Linked DNA regions of Mus musculus: regions 2, 3, 4, 5, 6 and 7 are each linked to region 1. A link is a contact called in public HiChIP or PLAC-seq, Micro-C and promoter capture Hi-C data. All regions are on one chromosome and are shown on one strand. Each heading gives the region's core, a stretch centred on a gene start, on an enhancer-like site or on the middle of the called end of the contact. The rest is flanking DNA. Distances are from core to core; before and after follow the strand shown. Region 1 holds the start of Osr2 (odd-skipped related 2). Region 2 holds the start of Grhl2 (grainyhead like transcription factor 2). Region 3 holds the start of A830021M18Rik (a long non-coding RNA gene). Region 4 overlaps Gm46515 (a long non-coding RNA gene). Region 5 holds the start of Pabpc1 (poly(A) binding protein, cytoplasmic 1). Region 6 holds the start of Snx31 (sorting nexin 31). Region 7 holds the start of Ankrd46 (ankyrin repeat domain 46).

Region 1 (2,618 bases), core at 73-2,572:
ACCTTGACAAAAATAAAACAAAAGGCTTTTACCTTAATGGGATCGTTTCCGTAGTGTCTGCCTGCCTTCCTGCTTGGTCTTTGACGATTCGGCTCGGCTCGTAGCTTTCTGCTTACACCTATCCATCTCCTCACATAGTTGAGGTTATTGTAATTGTCCTTTGAGGGGGCGACCGAAAAGCATCTTTTGGTGAAACACGTTTGAATTGTACAGTTCCTTTAAAAGATCTATGGTTCTGCAAGCACCAGCTAAAGTGTCCTCAAGTGGTTTGGGACGAGGGACAGTTTGCTTAGTTCTGTTCCGGCGGCGCGTTGCGTCTGAAAAGAAGTTGCTTCAAGTGGATCTTATCGTTCCCTGACATCCTTTTCCAGAGGGACTGTAATACCCTCTCATTTACACGCTCACAAAACTAAACCTTTAGGAGAACTAAGAAACCTAACAGTACATGTCAAATTCAATCAATTTTCCTGGCGGCTGAACAATGAACTCAATTTTTGCTGAGAATGAAGATAATGCACGTTTTGAGGCACTGGAATAGTTTTTTCCTAAAATTTAAAAAAGATTGTTCTTCACCCATTCCAGATGGGCAGGTTATTGTTTGCCAATGGATTGCAGATGCCCACTCCTTTGCCTAAGTTGGTTAACTGCTTATGAAATGTACATTAGCTGATTAAAGCTTAGATATTGAAAGAAATTTCTCCCGGAACATCCAGATGTCTCTGCACTAATTATGAAATTAGTCAATTGTCACCTTCATAAACAAACTTCGTTTTGAAAACAGGGAGGAAACCAGACTACACACATAGTCACAATTGACCAAAAGTATGGGCAGAACTGTTTTACATAGGAGGAAGGGCGGTATATGCTGGAAAACAAAATCTAAAACTGATAGCTTTGGCCCTTTGAAGCAGATGATCATATTAAAAGTGTTAAGATGTGTAAAATGACGCGACAGCTAACCGAGTAAAAGTACGAAATGCCCTTTGGACTTCTCTGCGGGCTTGGGGGAGCAAAGATCCAGTAGTCGGACTTCTATCGGTGTGAGGAAAGTGTCATCCAAAAAGAGGGGATGGGCGTTGTCTTTGTGTGAGGTTTGAATTGAGTCACCTTGGGCTCTGTGTCTGGGTTAACTGGGAAAACCTCAAGCAAACCTGCGCCTTTAAGACTCAGTTGCTATCCAAACACAAGTAAACAGAGTGGACCATTAGCGGGCGCCGGGCTTGGAGGCGGAGCCTGGGCGCTGCAGCCTTGCTCCTCTGCAGGACGCCCGCCGCGAGGGGAGGCGGGGCCGCTACTAAAGCCTTGGACTCCGGGCCAGGGGCAGCCTGGGGCGGGACGCGGGCTGGGACGGAGCTCAGCGCGCTCGCAGCCGGAGGGTGATGGCCCTGCAGGGCTGCGGGCTCCGACTTTACCCGCAGTCCGCGGTCAGAAACTGGCCCAGGCACCGGGATCTGGGCGAGCTCTGAGCACTCATCCCAACACGCTCGCTCTTTACACATCCCGCTTCCACGGACTGCCGAAGACCAATTACCGCTGTCGCTTTCGCTCCCCCAGATCATGTTCTCGGTTCCCGGGACAACGCGCCGAAAAAGAAGTTCTCCCAGTTTGGACCTCATGACCTTTCCAAGCTGTGCGTCCTGCTGTCCGGACCTAGTCTGAACCGCGCTGCCCAGGCAGACATCGGTTCTGGCGGTGAGTGTCCTTTCCAGGGCCAGGCTGTAGCCTTCCAAAGGAAGGGAGGGATGTGGGTGCTCAAGGGGCGCCCAGGTTCTCAGTCTGGAGCGCTACAAGTTCAGAAAATGAAAGGCAGCCGTGCGGACCCTAGTCCCGGGCCTCGTGTTCTGGCCTCCTCCGGTCCCTGCACGCGACTCCCAGCTAATACACTCAGTTGTACTTTTGTGCGCTGTCCCTTAGTTTGGTTTTGGTAGATTTACGCATTCGGCAAGATTTATAAAGGCCGATCATCGTACTTTGTGGCCAGATCCCATCACCCCGTGATATTGCTCCCCTGCTCTAGAAAGCGGGATCCACGCTTCCTCCTACTGCAGCTCCGGCACTCAGCACGGAAGGGCCGGGACACACGGTGCAATCAAGCCAGCGACTCCGAAGGCGCATTTCACAGGGGAATAGTCCAGTCATGGGTGATTATTTTTTCCAACCGTGTACTGGCCTCTTGCTTTTCCTCCTGCTCCGGTCTTCGCCCAGAGGCCAACAGGCAAGCTTCTCAGGAGCTGAGACGCTTGGGTTGTCGAGAAATAGCTCGGAATGGAGTCGCGGTTGTAGGAAGGAGGCAGGACAAGGTGTTTGTGGAGGCAGCAACGCTGGATCGGTCTCCCCACCTGTGAGCAGAGAACAAAAGAGTTCTGACTGCTTTCGAAGCGAAACTGGGTGCAGACAGCAACTTTCTCTGCTCCACAAATTCCAGTCTTGAACAGAACAAGAAAATGAAATGGAGAGGGAGGGAGCGGAGACAAACCCAGTTTATGCGGAGGGCGCCTTAATTTAATTAACTCTTCGGGAAGGCAGAGGCACGGGGAAGGGGCAGAAACTTCGTGCCCCCCCCCCACTTGACCAAATTCTCCTCCCCCACCATGATCGTAGATCTCTTTCTACTATAG
Region 2 (2,618 bases), core at 86-2,585, 1.9 Mb after region 1:
CAAGCCACAGAGCCACCCGCCCACCCACCCGGCATCGGCGGAATGTGACTGTCTCTAGAGGAGGGAAAAAGAAAGTAAGGTGCACACGGATACCGTGTTCAAACTGTGTTAAAAATATATTGTTTCTAAAAAGTACCTGTATGGGTGCTTATGTTATTATCTAAAATAAAATAGAATCGTTAAAGTCAGTTGCTAAGAGTGGAAATAAAGAACAACCAAACCTAGTGCCGTAATTTAATTCCCCCAAATCATGTGACCTGCAAAGGTTTAATACAGAAGTTGTGTCAAATCTGACAGCTCCAGTGCTCCAGTGTTGACTTGACATAAATGTGGCAAAGCTTTCCATACCCTCCTGTATTTCCACCACGCTCATGTATGGGCTAGATCCCTGTCAGAACTCCCACAAATACTTAATTCTCGTAGCAGCGATTATAAATGACACCTGGCTACTTCGCACTGTTCCGGACCAGAAGAGAACCCACACAAACAAGTCACTTTCATCCTGCGTTGTTCCCCTGGCAACCATATTAAACTGCAAGGATAAAGAGCCTTTGTAGTAGCTGCTTCTATTGAATTACAATGTAAATGTTGATGCTTGCCTAGAAATGTCAACGGGCGACAGGCTTATGGAACAGATGCAGTAGTTGTTCCGCAGCGCAGGAATCCCAGGCTGCGGAGAGATGCAAGAGGTGCGCCCGGGCCACCTTAAGAGTCTATTCAACCGAATCTCCTTTCTCCATTAAAGCCACGCCGCACTTCATAGATCCAGTTCAGGAAAGGTCGCTCGACTAGTTGAAAACTGAAAACGACCTGCTATCTTCTATGCATCAGAGCAGGAGAAGAGTTTGTTGTGGATAAGAATGCTAACAATGCAATTACGCAAGAGACCCGGCAATCCGTTCCTTTCCCACTCAGCATAGCGTAACTCTAGTTCCCTGACTCTTCTGCCCGCCACACAGTTTTCGTCCCGCGAGTGTCAAGTGGCAGGTGGTGAACTGGCCATTTGGTTCCGGGTGGCTTGTTGATTTCTGGGTTCAGCATTCTGTCGTCCTTCGGTTTGACCCACGGTACCTAGTGTCTGTAGTGGCGCTCCCCGCTCCGTCTCTCCCATCACCTCTACCCTGCCCCTAGTCAGGGAAGAAAGCCAAAAGTGGGTAGAAGTCAGCTCGCAGAGTCTCCAGCGTGCCACCGCTCCACTCAGGTAAACTTCGCAGTGAGTGACCTGCACTTGGAGAAGGGCCTTACCTGAGCGCGCCTCTGCCAATGGCAGCTCACCTGAGGGAGCACCGCAGCCAATCACCGCGCAGCTCGGCCCTCGGGCTTGTACCCTTTAGTGAAAGAATTCAGCGCCTTGCGAGAAAGTTACCTGTGGCCGCCCAAGTCCGCCACTTTGCGCTCTGTGTCTGCCCATTGCAGCGATCCGGGAGGACTCCGCGCCGCCGGGCCGCCTCCGAGCGCGGGCCCCATGTGAGGGCTCCCTCCCCCCATCCCACCTTTCCGGCTAGGTGAGGGCGCGAGCGAGCGGGCGAGCGAGAGTGGTGAGGGGGGACGAAAGCAGAATTACCTGTAGCTCTTGTTCTGCCATCTCGGGCGCTCTCACACACCTTCACCTGCACAGACTTGAAAGTCCAGTTTCACCAGAGGCTGAGGCTCCAGGAAAAGGGGAGCGAGTTCATTGGATCAAACATGTCACAAGAGTCGGACAAGTAAGTGGGTCGCACGCGCCGGCGGCGGCTGCCGCTGCCCCTTTGGGCTGATGGCAACTGGTTTGTTGTGTTTTTGTTTTTTTTGTTTTTGTTTTTGTTTTTTAAGTCGCTATTGTTGGATTTTGATTTTGTATTTTTTTCCTCTCTTTTTACTTTTTTCTTTTTGGTGTATCCAGACCCTCTCGGATTATTTCTACCCCGATTCAGGGGAGAGACCCTACTCGAACGTGAATGTTTAAAACCCGTTTTGGGGCCTTGCAAGTAAACGTGGGTTTTCTTTGCTTCCTCCCCGACGAATGAGCTCAGCTCCCACTGCCCCGACCAACGGACCCTTGGGCACTGATTGAGGTTTTGGCAGATGGTGGCGGGAGGCCTGTAGTTAACCCCCTTGCCTGGAGGTGCTCCCCAGCCTCAGACTTCCTGGGCCGGTTGGAAGTTCAGTCGACTTCCTTCGATTAGGCCAAAGGGCCTGCTGGAAAAGCGGTCTGGGCCTCTTTTGTGTGCGCTCAACAAAGGCCTTTTATGCGATTGCAGACACGGCCATCTTCCCCACTGCGGCGACCCGGGGTGCATGTGCGCCCCAGCGCGGGTCTCCGACGGGACGGAGGAGCGGGCAGGCCGCGATGGCGGGTCCGTGGGTGTGCCCGCGCCTCGCTCCTTCCCGCAGCCCACGCAGTGGCCAGTCACCTCGCGCAGGTGCGGGACAGGACCTCTCGGGAATGGGGGACTGATTTTGAGGCCGAGTACGAAGGGGTGCCCACACTTGGGCCGGTCTCCCTGCGCCCCGACGTCTCTGGCTCATACGCGTCCGGTGACCGCGCGGCCCACTGTTCGGAGGCCGCCACCTCGGGCGTGGGGCTCGATCGGCCTTCGCCGAGGCTGTCGAGGGCAAGGGGGTGGGGGAGCATGGTG
Region 3 (2,618 bases), core at 64-2,563, 1.4 Mb after region 1:
CTGCATCTTCATCTGCCAACCTCTGGAGACCACTGACCTATAAACTCCATAAACTCCGGCTTTCCCAGACTGTCCCATGCTGGACTCATGAGCACCTTGACACAAGTCTTTGGGCTTCACTCTGTGGGGAGCCGCACTCACATTTGCCATTATAAGATGGCGCTGACAGCTGTGTTCTAAGTAGTAAATAATCTGCACATGTGCAGGGGCAGTTTTCCCGCCATGTGCTCTGCCTTTTTTGTGATGACAACTGGGCCAATGGGCTGCAGCCAATCAGGGAGCGACACGTCCTAGGCGGAGGATAATTCTCCTTAAAAGGGACGGGGTTCTGGCACTCTTTCTCTTCGCCTCTTCGTCTCTTCGTTTCTTCTTCTCTTCATCTCTTCGCCTCTTCGTCTTTTCCTCTGCTCTCTTCCTCTGCTCTCTGCCTCTCTCCCTCTCTGCCCCTCTCTCTGCCTCTCTCTCTGCGTCTCTCTGTGTCTCTCTCTCTCTCTCTTCCTCTCTGCCTCTCTCTGCCGCGCTCTTCCTCTCTTGCTCCTGAGTAAGCAATAAAGCTTTGCCGCAGAAGATTCTGGTTTGTTGCGTCTTTCCTGGCCGGTTGCGAACGCGTGTAAGATCACTCCTCTAGCAACATTCAGCTAATGGAACATCCCCATGTTTTGTGTAGCTCCTCTGAGCTCAGCACAAAATGGAGAATTCCCTTTTTCTAGCAGGGCTTCCACTTCTCTGACTACCCCCCCATCCTCTACCTGAGGAAGGTAATGGGGTCCTTGGCAAACCTACAAATTCCTCTCCCTACACCCCATAAGAACCTGCCCAGCAAATACCTGGGATTCCTGGAGAGCTTTTCCACACAAAAGAGGCGTTCCCAGTTCACTGAGCTCCAGCCAGTCATCAACATTCACCCTGAAAACTCCTCTCCACTCTCCAAAGTTCATATACAGCCCTTGTCCACCCAAATAAAGTAAGTGAGCACCAGCTATTTCACTGAAGACCATCTAAGAGCCACTTCATTGGGAGTCATCTAAAAGAGCTGTAAGACTAAAATCGCCAGAGAAGGCCTTCCTTGGTGAAGCCCTCCACCCCATGCCCACATGTGAGTTCAGCTGGACTGAGAGCCAGTCCCAACCTGTTCCAGACTCCACTTCATCCTTCAAGCCTGGTGCCTGGACACCCTGAGGGAGGAAACAGAGGACAGAGAAGCACTTCTGGCACCCAACGCGGCCCACAGCTGGAGGAAGCTAACATACACCTGGGAGGATGCTGGTACTTGATGGGCTGGGCTATGTCACAAGAGGGTGTGGTACAGACCTTTGATGGGCTGGGCTATGTCACAAGGGAGTGTGGTACAAATGCTTGCCATATAATGCTTTGCTATTGCTCTCCTGGTTGGGTCACCAATCTTTAGACACTTAAATTGTCTAAATGTAAAGAGAATTAATGTCACTACAGGCTGCTAAAGAGCAGAAGTTACTGTTGGCATGACCTGGCAATAGCCAGGTATGCCTGGCTCACTCTAAAAGGGTCTGCATGTCTCTTCCTCGCTGTCTGATCCTCTTTCTTACTACCTGCCCCTTCTCCCGCTCCCCCCTTCCTCTCCCCATGTGTTCCTGGCCTGCTTCTCCCTCTCCTCTCCCCACCTCCCGCCTTTCTCTGCCTCCCACCTTCCCCATGCCCTAAATAAACTCCATACCATGCCTCAGGGGGAGGGGATGCCTCAGCGGGGGCCTGTGGAGGCAGCCCTTCCACCTCACCCACCATACAGCGCCTCTACCAACACGGGTGCTGTGCCTGGGATTTAGAAACTCACAGGTTGCATGAGCTCATATTTCCGTGCTGCCACATGGACTTTGCAGCCATGGGATGGATCTCTTGCTAGACCTCTCCACCCAAGCACTGGAGAATTGGTAAAGCTCCCTACTCTCACTGGTCAGCATAAACGCCCTCTGGTCCCAAGGGAGGGCTGTTGAGCTTGCAGCCACCCCGTGGTGTCCTGGTCTTCTTACTGATGCTTCGTTCTCGGACCTCTACCCCTGGGTGAGTGCTCTCTCTGTCTCTGTCTCTCTTTCTCTGACGGTTTTTCTCTTGGCTTCTCTTGCACACTGCTGAAAAAATCCTACGCTTAGGCAAACCATCCTCCCTCAGGCTCTGAGCCCCACACACAGCTCGTGCACTGGTCCCGCAGCTCAGCTGCTAGTTCACTGCGTGGCTGGTGATCTGTTTTGGCTGCCTCTGTTTCTAGCTATCACATTTGTACTAGAGACACCGGGGAACGGGGAAGTCACTTGCTCCTATTCTCACCCAGAAGGGAATATCTTTGCTAGCACGTCTCCTGGTTAAAATTTGGCCCCTATACCCATCAAAGAATAACTCTAAATGGCCGTTTACTGGAACTTTAATAGCAAACTTTTACAACTCTCTAGCTAGCGATCTGTAGACCATTCCCTACCCCACGTTTTCTTGCTGCTTGCTCTCCACTCCCGGTTCCCTGCTCCCCTGATTCTGCCGCCACCACGTACTTTCCATCCGCCCCTCACTCTCTGTTCAGGGCGGTGCTGCCTGACAATCCTGAGCTCTCCACATTCCCCCTTGCTGTCTCCCTCCCTGTTTGACCTGAC
Region 4 (2,618 bases), core at 36-2,535, 1.4 Mb after region 1:
ACACGTGTGTGGGGAGGGAGTGGGGCGTGTGTGTGTGTGGGGTGCACACACACGCTTATACTGTGTTGTTTAAATTTAATTTCATTTGTTTTAGCAAGGTTTTGCTATGTAGCTCTGACTGTCATCAAACTCATGGTAACTCTCTCACCTCAGATTTCCAAGTCTAGGGTTACAAACATGTATGCCCACAACAGTCCATGTTTGTCTTCTTTAAGGAAAACTGAAATGTGGCAAGAATGTGTCTACACACTGGAGTACATCCGAGCCCATACCCCTTCAGTAAGAAGTGTATTTTGGCACATTCCCCCAGATCACTGGGCGCACTCCTAGGCACCCCCTGTCACAGGCAGGTCACATTTGTACAGAGCACCTGCTTCACCTCTCATGGATCAGCTGGGAAGTGCTGGATTGTCGCCTTGAGAAACTAGCCCTCAGCACAAAGAGATGAGGGGCTCCTGAGATGTGCAGAGGCCCTTCAGAAGTTAATCCTGTTTCCTCAACGGCATCTCCTCCAAAGATTTATTAGTATGCTTTGAATCCTTTCTACCTGACAAAGCAGCTTAAGCAAGAGAGGGCTCATTCTGGCTCACAGCTTGAGGAATAGAGTCTGTCCATCATGGCGCAGGGATGCAAGGTGGCTTGGCAGACTGCATCCAGTCAGGAAGCAGGGAGGAGGGAGGGAGGGTGCTGCTCACCTGGCTTTCCCCTTTCCTGTTAGTCAGCCCTGCCTCAGGGGGTGCTGCCACCCACCTCAGTTAAACCTCTGTGGAAACAGTGTCACAGAAACATCCAGCCTTATGTCTCCTAGCAGAGTCTCTCTATAGTCAAGTTGACAGAAAAGATGGAGCCACCACACCTTATCTGTCTCGTTTACTGAGGTAAGTGGACAGATGTCATCACACTCTACCCCATACCCTATCTAGAGCAGCCCTGCGTCTAATAGCTGAGGGCTAATTAGACTTCTTGGCCCTTTTGAAGAATGTCTCCATAAAGGATTTCTGGGAAGTTTACAAAACAACGCCACCTCCCCTCCCCCCTCGTGACAGGTGAGGCGGAAGCTTGATGAAGCCAGAGGCTGAGTCACAGCATCGACCGACCGACCGAGCTTCTCTCCCGGGGGTTAAGCTCCACCTCACGCACTTCCTGGAAAGGCTCCGTTCATTAACAACTTCCTATTGTGTAAACTTTGCTCCCAGGTTTCAGGTGTTTCCCCAGAACGAAGGAGCTCATTTCTCTGTAGAGAAGCTTAACAAGATGACTACTCCGGAACACCCAGGTGCCACGCCCCACCACGCCCCACTTCCCTCCCATCTCCTGCCCAGTTTGTGACCTGGCCCTGTATTTTACCTGCCTTGGTGTTAGCCACTGTCATGATGGCCAGCTTCGGTGACTGTGTTCCTTTATCTTCCCAAGTGGCCCCCAGTTCTCTCCTTGGAGCTCTCCCTCTGCCCTGCCCTCTTCTAACTGGAGAACTGGAAATACCACTGCTCCCTCCATCAGACTTAGCCCTCAAAGTCCTTAGGGGTTTACACGGATAAGGGTAAAGCGCAGATGCTCCGCAAATGAGAAAACAGAAGGATTCCGATTCATCACTACGTCCCAGTCTAAAACAACTGCTTCTGTTACCAACTGGCTTTTATTTCTCTCCACGGTTTGAATGGCAACCGGGATGAATATGCTTTTAAAAGACAAGTGAGAGAGAAAGTAAGCTTGGTTTCCATCTCTCTGGTGTAGATAGTAAGCGATGAATGCATTCTTTAAAAATATTTGTAAACGTGCCCAGGGGTTAGTGAATAAAGAACACCGTTTGATGTGGCAAATAATACCAGCATTGTGTGTCCTTCCAGAGTTCCCTGAGCTCAAGCCTAAGCTGGAGTTGTTTTCTCTGATATACTAAAAGATGGCATCAAATACAAGGCAGAGAGGATGGCTATGACCTAGAAAAGTCACATTTACAAGCAAATAAAAGGACTCCTCAGTTATCTGTAGGTAACTGAACATTTAGGAAAAATGTTTATACACAGCTATACCAAGACACAACGATCCAACTTCTCAGACCCCTGTCAAACAAAAGCCAGAACATTTGAAAAGGAAGAAGCATGTGAAAAGGGAGGAGCATTTGAAAAGGGAGGAGCACTTCAAATGGGAGGAGCATTTGAAAAGGGAGGAGTACTTGAAAAGGAAGAACTTTTGAAAGGTAGAGCAGAGCAAGCAAGGGTCAGATTACAGAGATGGCAACTGAAAAAGAAGTAAAAATAAACATGTTGAAAGCATCATTTGAGCTGGTCGTGGTGGCACACACCTTTAATCCTAGCACTCGGGAGGCAGAGGGAGGTGGATTTCTGAGTTTGAGGCCAGCCTGGTCTACAAAGTGAGTTCCAGGACAGCCAGAGCTATACAAAGAAACCCTGTCTCGAAAAGCCAAAAAAAAAAAAAAAAAAAAAAAAAAGAAAGAAAGAAAGAAAGCATCATTTAAGAATGAGCACATGTCAATTAAAAATAAAATAAATCTTAAAGAAGACCGTAACTGTATGACTCATGAAGAAGAGGTGAGGTCTCATGAATCCACTTTTGTAGAGTAAGGAGGGCTATAGTGGGCCACTTAGGTCTTCAGCCAT
Region 5 (2,618 bases), core at 34-2,533, 1.3 Mb after region 1:
AGGAGTCTGGTGCCCTAGAGTCTTCCACATCCCCTCCTCCACGGCATGGTTAAAGAATACTTCATCTAGGGAAAACCCCAAGCAATTATATATGGTATAAGGTGCCTTTCCTGGTCCACAGGTCAGAGATGTGCTATTAGGAACGAGCTTACGACCCTAAGGACCACCACCACCAGGCATCACCCTATTTAACTTTCTTCTAAAGCCTAGGGCTCCTCCCAGCGATTGAGCCACCGGCAGGAACAGGCCTCGGGCCTGTGAGGTTACAGGGTTCAACACGTGGTATTTCCCAACACTGAATCGTACTTCCTCCCCGGCCTGACTGCCGGGCCAGGGCAGGGGATGGAGGGGTACCTCCACCCGCCGCTCCAGGAGGGTACTCGAAACCCCCGAATCCCACAGCTTGTGGCGGGAGCGCGGTGAAGGCTATCTCAACCACCCTCCGGGCGCGTCATCGCCCTAAAGTTTGAGAGCGACCGATGGCGAGAAAATGGTCGCAGAGGAGGAAGTGCCGGCCCGCGAGGGGCTGCGGCGCCGTGCCCTCCCGCCCCCTCGCCCGCCCCGCTAGGCCCGCCGCCCCGGCCGCATGGCCGCCCGCCCGCCACCCTCCGGCCTGCCGCTCACCGTCCGCCGGCTGCTGGAAGTTCACGTACGCGTAGCCCAAGGAGCGGCGGGTGATCATGTCCCTGCAGACCCGGATGGAGAGGATGGGCCCGGCCGGGCTGAACTTCTCGTAGAGCATCGCCTCGGTCACGTCGGGGTGCAGGTCCCCCACGTACAGAGAGGCCATGGGGTAGCTGGGGGCGCTGGGGTTCATCTCGGCACGGCTGCCCGCGGGGCCGCAGGCCGCGACCTTTCCCGTGAGAGGAGGAGAGCGAGTGCGGGGCCGGGGGACGGAGCCGGGGGGAGGGGAGCGGGGGCGAGCGCAGAGGGACAAAATTCAACCGGAATCGACGCGTACTCAACGGCCGTGGAACCGGGGGAGCGAGGCTGGCGGTGCTGGGTCCGGGCGGCAGGAAGGCCTCGGTCTCTGGGTTCCTGCTTGGAGCTGCGGGGCCGCGGGCGGGCGGGTCGGTCTCGGCTGCTTCACCGGGTTATTTTATAAAAGAGGAAGAAAAAAAATAAAAGTCTCCGGCGGGGGAGACGCGGATTTTTTTGTAAATTTTTTTTGGGTTTTTTCAAAGGATTTTTTAGATTTTTTTTGGATTTTTTAATAATAAATGTGTGTTCCGAGCCCGGAGCACACACTCCGCACTCTCAGCACTAACCGCCGGGGAGAAGGGGAAGCACCGCCTCCTGCACCCTCTACTTATACCCCCCGCCGCACTCGCCCCGCCCACGCGCGTCTGACGCCAGGGCCCTACGCGAGCGACGGCGCCGGAGGAGGCGGAGGAAAGCGCAGAGGAAGGGAGAGGTGGCGGCGGCTGCCGCTGCTGCGGGCGTGGGGGTTGGGCCCGAGGCGGGGCGGGGCTTCTGCGCAGGCGCCACAGCCAGGGGCCGACTTCCCGCTGCGCAAAGCCAGGAAAGGGCGGGACGGCCAGTGGGCGGCCTCGGCGCGGCCGCTGGTCACGCCCCTTGCGCACACGCCCCGCCCCCGCCCGAAAGAGCGTTAACCCGTCAGCGCAGCGGGTGGGCAGCGCGCGGGGCTTCCGGGTTTCTGGGCGCCAACCGCCCCCCACGTGCGCGTCTAGTGGCGGCCTCTTCCCTCCGCCCCGGCTGAGGTTCTGCTTCGCTAGCCCCCCACCCCCGAGCGGCGCTGGAAACGGGTGGGCGGGCGTGAGCCTTGCCGGCCGGGTTTCCTAGGTGTGCGCGGAAGGAGGCAGGGTAACTGCCTCGTTCTCCTACCCGGACCGCACTACGAGTCCCAGCGGGCAGCGCCGCCACGCGCGTGGGCCGCGGAAGCGGTGCCTGCCGGGAGCTGGAGTTCTCAACGGCCGCGGGCTGGCTGACCTCAACCGGACCCCAACCGTCCCGGGCGTGACCCAGCACGGGTCCGCGGCCCCGACGAGGGGGAGGGGAGGGGATGGGATAAAGGCAGTTGGGAGTCTGGCGCTTAAGATGTTCTGTTGGAATCACTTAGCCACTTCCTACATTTTTTACAGTGGTAAAAAGGACTCGAAAAAAAAATTTTTTTTCCTTTAAAGTATGCGTTTCTCATAATTACTCGGTATCTGTCACTCTTACCCAAACAAACCTGGATAGCCTGCTTAACTAGGCGTGGTTGGCCACGCTTTTAACCCACTTCACCAGGCGTGGTGCCCACGCCTTTAACCCAGCTTTGGAAAGGCAGGAGGGGTTTGCAGATCTCTGAGGTCAGGGCCACCCTAATCTAGCTCTTGGATGCCAGGGTTTGGGGATTAATATAAATGATTGATAGGCACAAATATATCAACTCGTAGAAATGACATTACATCAACCCAAAAACTCCACTTTAGTAGGTTTTACAGTTTTTGAAGTCCTCTATAAACATCCTTTGACAATGATGTGTGGGAAGTGAAGCAAATAGTACTATTTTTACCGTTAATGGTGTCAGAAGTTAAATGACTGCTCAGCTCTTCAATGATCGTTAGCCTAGCCTATTGCCTAGTGTAAATTAGTTATAACTCTTCTCAGTTAGA
Region 6 (2,618 bases), core at 32-2,531, 1.3 Mb after region 1:
CAGGTGCTGGCCTCCCCAGCTCCCCCATCATTCTGAGCTAATCTGGTTTTCCTATCCACCTCACACTCTTTTCTTTTTTTTTTTTTTTTTTTTTTTAGATTTATTTATTATTTTATGTAAGTACACTGTAGCTGTCTTCAGACACACCAGAAGAGGGAGTCAGATCTTGTTACGGATGGTTGCGAGCCACCATGTGGTTGCTGGGATTTGAACTCTGGACCTTCGGAAGAGCAGTCGGGTGCTCTTACCCACTGAGCCATCTCACCAGCCCCCTCACACTCTTTTCTTTTAGGTCTGAGACAAGTCTGTGTAGCCCAGGCTGGTCTTGATTTCTCTATCCCTCACCTCAGTCTTCCATGGGCTAGGACTACAGGAATGTGCCACCCTGCCTGACTTTTATCTTCTTCCTCTTTGCCTATTTACACCCCCTGTTCCTATCTGCCACTGTCACATCCTCTGCTTGGAAGACAGCTCCTGGACCAGTCCCTTCCCAAGCCCCAGTCAGTCTCCCAGAAACCCCCCCTAGATTGCATAAGATGCTTTTGAGTCTTGTGACACTTTCTGACTACCACAAGCCAATCTGTATCGATGTAGCTCATGAGTCTTGGGTTTGCTAACAAAGGGACTTGGAAAGGTGGGCCAGATAAGACCGTGTTAGAACTAGAAGCTGTACAAAGCACACTTGTCCCAGTTGACTCTACTCTGGGATAGGTCTGAGGGCTCTGAGCGCAAGAGGCTAGAGGAAGGCTATTACTCTGCAACTGGTCATTATGGTCTTGTTCATGTTATAAGGCTGACCTGAAGTTGAAGATGTTGGTATAGGAGATAGCTCTGGGATTTAAAGAGTGCCTATAGTTCACAAATCAGGAGCCTGTAGCCAGCCCTCCTCCTCTACCACCACCACCACCACCACCACACCCACACACACACAGTCCAATGTCTTTCAGAGTAACACAATCCAAGCTCACCTGTTCATCCCAGCGGTGCAGCTGGCTGTAGCGTACTTTGCAGAAGAGGAACCCGTCCAGGTACACGGAGTACAACTGAAAGCACAGACACCCGCCTGTTATCCTAGGCGAGGATGAGGACTGGGGTAGGAGGTGCCCAGGGTCACCGAGCCCCTCCCCACCCAACCGACCCCGGGCCCCAGACGCACCACGTAGCGGCCCCCCAGCGCGTCTGGCCGCTGCTGGGACACCGGGATGCAGAAGTGCATCTTCATGGCTCTGGCGATGACCAGGGACAGCGTGGAGAACAGGACCTGCCGCCTAGAGTCTGGGCTGGGTCCTGAGCTCCCACTCCTGCCTTGGGTCTGCGGGTGGGCGGGGTCTGCGCCTGGCTCCGCCCCACCCCGCCCCGCTCCGCCCCGCCCCGCTCCCTCCACTAAACCTCAGCCTGATTCTCAGGCTGGACTAGAGACGTGCGCACACAATCAGGGTTCAGAGGGACCTCAGGGATGCCAGATCTCAGGCCAGGGTCACCCTGGAGGCCAGAGGCTGGAATTTTAGAGACTTTTGAGGAGGAAAACGTGCCTCTGTGGTGCAGGGAGGGAGGGACAGTGTCGAATTCATTTTCAGAGAGCTCAGCCCACAAAAGTTAAGAATCCTGTCTCTAGCCACATGAACATTTTATACAGCTGCCAGAAAGTCACTGATCCAACCCTGCCCCAAATCATCAGAGCCAGGCAGCTTGCCTAAGGAAACAGAGCTTCTCCAGGGGCCACTTCAGGGGCCAGGTCTCCTGTCTGTGACCAACAGAATGTCCACTTCCAGAGTGAGGGGGATGAGATGGCATTCAGATCCGCCTCATACCGGATCTCCTGGCATTTTCTACGGAGGGTGCCTTGATGATTTGGGAGTTTCCCATCACCCCAGCGCTGGCTACAGTATACTGTGGATTAAGATTAGAAAGGGGAAAGGAGGTATACCTTGGAAGTACCCTATCACAGGAGCATTAGGCTCAGGGTTTTTTTGTTTGTTTCTTGTTTTGTTTTTGTCTTAACCTTTTTAAAATGTATCATGGTGTGCAGTCCATATGTAACACTGCTTTGATGGTTTATTGTTGCTGTTTTGTACATATGATTTTTATTTTTTTGATTGGAAGTGGCTTGTTGTCTTATTCTTGTTTTTTAAGTCTTCTTTCTCTCATTATAGGAAATTTAAAACATGGATGTGGCCTGGGTCTCTCTTACCTGGGGAAGCCCTGTTCTTGAGTAGATACCGCTCTCCGTGGCTGGGTTCTTAGGAATCTTTGTTCCCAGAATCTTTCACCGACTTCTTGGTTTTTCACTGTTGATATTGATTAATTCTATTAACTTGTGAATATGGTAAAAACTGATTGTGAACTTGGTGGGATTTAGAATCACCTAGGAGCTAAACCTCTGGGTACATCTGTGAGTTGTCTGTCAACAGACTGAGCGGCACCTCCGACAGGGGACCAGGGGACGGGAAGGAACAAAAGAAGAGTCAGCTTCGCACCAGCGTTATTGATCTCCTGACTGCAGAATTTGAAAGTGGTCAAGCAGGGAAAAAAAGGAAGTGGTCTGACGCTCTCACCAATGCCCAGAGACCTCCTCTTCAAGGACCACATTTGGAAACCTGGAGAAACAGGCCAGAGTA
Region 7 (2,618 bases), core at 39-2,538, 1.2 Mb after region 1:
CTGGTATCCTGTGAGACACTAGCTTCTTGTAGGAGTCGGGGAATCTTTCTGCTTGGCAGAATGCTATGTGTGCAAGGTACACTCACTAGAACTGCTGTGAAAATACAACTAACCAACACACAGCTAATGTGGATAGACAATCACAGACGCACTCCTCCATCAAATCAACCTATGCTGAAACAGTAAGAATCCAGGACATTTAACTTTATTATCACTACAAGGCTTAAAGAACAAATGCATTTCTCATTAAACTCCCTTGAAACTAAAAGGACAGTGGCACAGGCTCTTGCATACTCCATAAGCATAAGTCTAAGAGAAACCAGTTCAGGCTACGAATTCTATCAATAAACAAAAATCTTAAGGAACACTACTACCTTTGCAAGGTAAAGGGATGCTGGCGTGAAGTCTTGGGCGTCTCCGGTCCCACTTAGTCTGCCAACTGTCTGGGCTTGGACAGGTTGACTTAAGACTCTGTGCCTCAGCTTCTTTATCTGCAAATCAGAGATGGTACTTGTCAGGGTTGTTGCAAAGATTTTAAAAAGGACCATTAGGCACAATATCTGACATGAAGATAGCCAGCTGTTACTGTAACATGAAAAATCACCACACCACTGATGGCACCTTGGGAAGCGCCTAAGTACTAATGCCACGTTCTGAAGAGTGGGCAGTGTTATTTACTCTTCAATAACACACACTTATTACATTCCGCAGCCAATTCTAGAGTCTGTGGAACGCTGTTAAAATAAATGTCTTCTCCCTAAGACGGTTGTTGGGAAATCCGGAGAGGAAGCAACTGCGTTTTAACGACGCGTGTCAAGTGTGAAAGTTCATGATCACCTGAGGCCTAAGCGCAAAGTGTGCAAATCTTTTCTCTCCGCGGATACCCTGGGCAGTGTGACAGTCCGGACAGATCACACGCACCTCCACAGCGCCCACGCACGCCCGGGCTTCGGTCTCCTCGTGAACCGCTAAGGTGTTGACAATTCCTAGCTATGCTTTGAATCCCTGCCTGGGAAGGACGCCGCCATCGGGCTGGGGCGTGGGCTGCCTGAGACCCGCGAATACCCGCGGGCATCATCCGCGCAAGCTCCCAGGCCTGACCCGGGCCCTCCTGCCAGCATCGCCCGCGCGGAAGCCGCTCGGACCCGCGCCGGGCTCCACGGCCCTCAGAGGAGCTGTCACCGGCTCCCGCCCAGCTGCTGCCCACGGCCCCGGCCCTGGTACCTGCGCCCGCGGCAGCAGTGATGGCAGCAGCTCCTCCTCTCCAGCGGCGACAGGCGGGGCGCGGACGACCACAGAGGTGGAGCTCGCGAGGGCAGAGCGGCCTCGCACCCCGCGGCGGCGCGCCCCCTGCAGGCGGGAGGCTCTCATGGCGGTTCGGCCTCTAGCCAGCATCGCGCACATTCACCCCTTTTAAAAAACATACATCCCATTCCCTCAACTAAGTAGAAATTTAAAAGGCAGAAACAAATATATTAAGTGCCACGCGCATTAATTTATTAGTTTAGGGCTGCAGGGGAGGTGTTTAAAATCTGAATCCACAAGTTAGCAAATAATGGCTGACAAGTCTACTCTAAGCTATAATCCTGCCGAGTTATTATTCAGAGTGAATGCTTACACCCACTTATAAGGGTTCCTTGACTTATCATGACATGTGAAAATGATGATACACCCATATATGGAACATTCTTTCACAGAGCTTCTCTCTCTCTCTCTATCTCTCTCTCTCTCTCTCAACTCCAGTCATATAGCCAAGGTGACTTCTTTTAAACACTGTTCTACAAATTCTAGTATCATCCAACCCACCAGATGACCCTGTAGGGTGTTGTCTGTTCAAGAATTACATCTAAGTCGTCCTCCCGCCCCCAGCCCCCGGCAATGTCAAATAGATGTATAGGAGTATTGCCTGGCTTAAGGAAACCTCATATTCCTTTCATTTAAGGATTATAAGAAGGCTGGAGAGATAGCTCAGTTGGTAAAGGACCTGCATTGCAAGCATAAGGTCCTGAAGTCACCCCAGAACCCACATAAAAAGCCAAGCATGCTGGCATGTGGTAATCCAAGTTCTGGCTAGTAGGAGATAGCTGGGTCTCAGTGGTCCCCCTGACCAGTCTGCCAGCCTGGGCTATTCATGGGCTTTAATGAGAGTCCTCTCAAAAAAAAATCAAGATGATTGGCTCTTAAGGTATGTCACCTGAGGCTGACCTCTGGTCTCCATGTGCAAGTGCATGTTAAGTGTTTGCACACTCATGTTTGTGAATGCATGGGCCTGTGCACATATACACACACAGGCCACACACCAGGGCAGGGTGAGCTCAGCCATCCCCAGGGCTGCCAATCATCTTTAGCTATTTAACATTTACTTGTGCAGTGACTGACTATAAATATTCTGTAAATTGGGGATACATTAATCAATTTGTCAGTGGCTAAGTCCATAATATCTTCATATATGCCCATGCACTGTGCCAAATCATTGGGTAATTTAAATGATAATTCTATTCTTACAATTTATTCTTCCCCGGTTGGTGTATCAAACAACTTGAGAGTTTATTGATTGTATTCTAATTTATCTTTTCTTCTTCACGAATTATGGCTTCTGATCAATGGGGAAAATGTAA

Evidence for each region. Promoter capture Hi-C pulls out the DNA fragments that hold promoters and counts their contacts. Hi-C and Micro-C count contacts between places; a contact is called where the count stands out from the background. HiChIP or PLAC-seq counts read pairs in DNA pulled down with a chosen protein or histone mark. Capture Hi-C pulls out chosen DNA fragments and counts their contacts.
Region 2: a Micro-C map of embryonic stem cells shows a contact between it and region 1, with 9 times the contacts expected there. The contact joins the promoter of Grhl2 here to the promoter of Osr2 in region 1. A contact is called at or near these places in 3 of 39 promoter capture datasets (cranial neural crest, embryonic stem cells and liver) and 2 of 484 Hi-C or Micro-C datasets (both in embryonic stem cells).
Region 3: a promoter capture Hi-C map of liver shows a contact between it and region 1, with 2.9 times the contacts expected there. The contact joins the promoter of A830021M18Rik here to the promoter of Osr2 in region 1.
Region 4: a contact with region 1 is called in an HNF4G HiChIP or PLAC-seq map of pancreatic cancer cells. The contact joins the enhancer-like site here to the promoter of Osr2 in region 1. A contact is called at or near these places in 2 of 39 promoter capture datasets (hippocampal neurons and liver), 1 of 484 Hi-C or Micro-C datasets (uterus) and 3 of 115 datasets of contacts at active chromatin or transcription factors (astrocytes, embryonic stem cells and pancreatic cancer cells).
Region 5: a promoter capture Hi-C map of adipose tissue shows a contact between it and region 1, with 2.3 times the contacts expected there. The contact joins the promoter of Pabpc1 here to the promoter of Osr2 in region 1. A contact is called at or near these places in 3 of 39 promoter capture datasets (hippocampal neurons, liver and pre-B cells), 2 of 484 Hi-C or Micro-C datasets (both in uterus), 1 of 115 datasets of contacts at active chromatin or transcription factors (astrocytes) and 1 of 9 other capture datasets (adipose tissue).
Region 6: a contact with region 1 is called in a promoter capture Hi-C map of embryonic stem cells, with 2.9 times the contacts expected there. The contact joins the promoter of Snx31 here to the promoter of Osr2 in region 1. A contact is called at or near these places in 5 of 39 promoter capture datasets (embryonic stem cells, hippocampal neurons, liver and 1 more), 3 of 115 datasets of contacts at active chromatin or transcription factors (astrocytes, embryonic forebrain and embryonic stem cells) and 1 of 9 other capture datasets (adipose tissue).
Region 7: an H3K27ac HiChIP or PLAC-seq map of embryonic stem cells shows a contact between it and region 1, with 4 times the contacts expected there. The contact joins the promoter of Ankrd46 here to the promoter of Osr2 in region 1. A contact is called at or near these places in 6 of 39 promoter capture datasets (the 3T3-L1 cell line, hippocampal neurons, liver and 2 more), 2 of 484 Hi-C or Micro-C datasets (cerebellum and uterus), 6 of 115 datasets of contacts at active chromatin or transcription factors (astrocytes, embryonic forebrain, embryonic stem cells and 3 more) and 1 of 9 other capture datasets (adipose tissue).

Annotation. Positions count from the first base shown.
Region 1 is chr15:35,294,776-35,297,393 of GRCm38.p6, forward strand. Osr2 (odd-skipped related 2) reads left to right here and starts at 1,323. Exons shown (of 4, transcript NM_001368665.1): 1 at 1,323-1,692. It overlaps Gm52178 (a long non-coding RNA gene), which reads right to left and starts at 1,259. Exons shown (of 3, transcript XR_003951500.1): 1 at 33-1,259.
Region 2 is chr15:37,231,701-37,234,318 of GRCm38.p6, forward strand. Grhl2 (grainyhead like transcription factor 2) reads left to right here and starts at 1,336. Exons shown (of 16, transcript NM_026496.4): 1 at 1,336-1,706. The coding sequence starts at 1,687. Gm16136 (predicted gene 16136) reads right to left here and starts at 1,459. Exons shown (of 2, transcript NR_155442.1): 1 at 1,276-1,459; 2 at 221-1,127.
Region 3 is chr15:36,724,932-36,727,549 of GRCm38.p6, forward strand. A830021M18Rik (a long non-coding RNA gene) reads left to right here and starts at 1,314. Exons shown (of 3, transcript XR_875150.3): 1 at 1,314-2,037. All of the region lies in intron 1 of Gm41297 (a long non-coding RNA gene), which reads right to left.
Region 4 is chr15:36,687,361-36,689,978 of GRCm38.p6, forward strand. The region is part of intron 1 of Gm46515 (a long non-coding RNA gene); the gene reads right to left. Among named protein-coding and RNA genes, the nearest start is that of Gm46515, 7.1 kb to the right of the region's middle. Within about 2 kb of position 1,286, at least 110 of the 459 cell types and tissues checked have an H3K27ac peak or open chromatin away from gene starts, as enhancers often do. A contact at or near this core is called in embryonic stem cells, pancreatic cancer cells and uterus, where this site is marked.
Region 5 is chr15:36,607,690-36,610,307 of GRCm38.p6, forward strand. It overlaps Pabpc1 (poly(A) binding protein, cytoplasmic 1), which reads right to left and starts at 1,284. Exons shown (of 15, transcript NM_008774.3): 1 at 625-1,284. The coding sequence starts at 817.
Region 6 is chr15:36,554,292-36,556,909 of GRCm38.p6, forward strand. It overlaps Snx31 (sorting nexin 31), which reads right to left and starts at 1,282. Exons shown (of 14, transcript NM_001347022.2): 1 at 1,157-1,282; 2 at 969-1,043. The coding sequence starts at 1,222.
Region 7 is chr15:36,495,503-36,498,120 of GRCm38.p6, forward strand. It overlaps Ankrd46 (ankyrin repeat domain 46), which reads right to left and starts at 1,289. Exons shown (of 5, transcript NM_175134.4): 1 at 1,225-1,289; 2 at 375-491.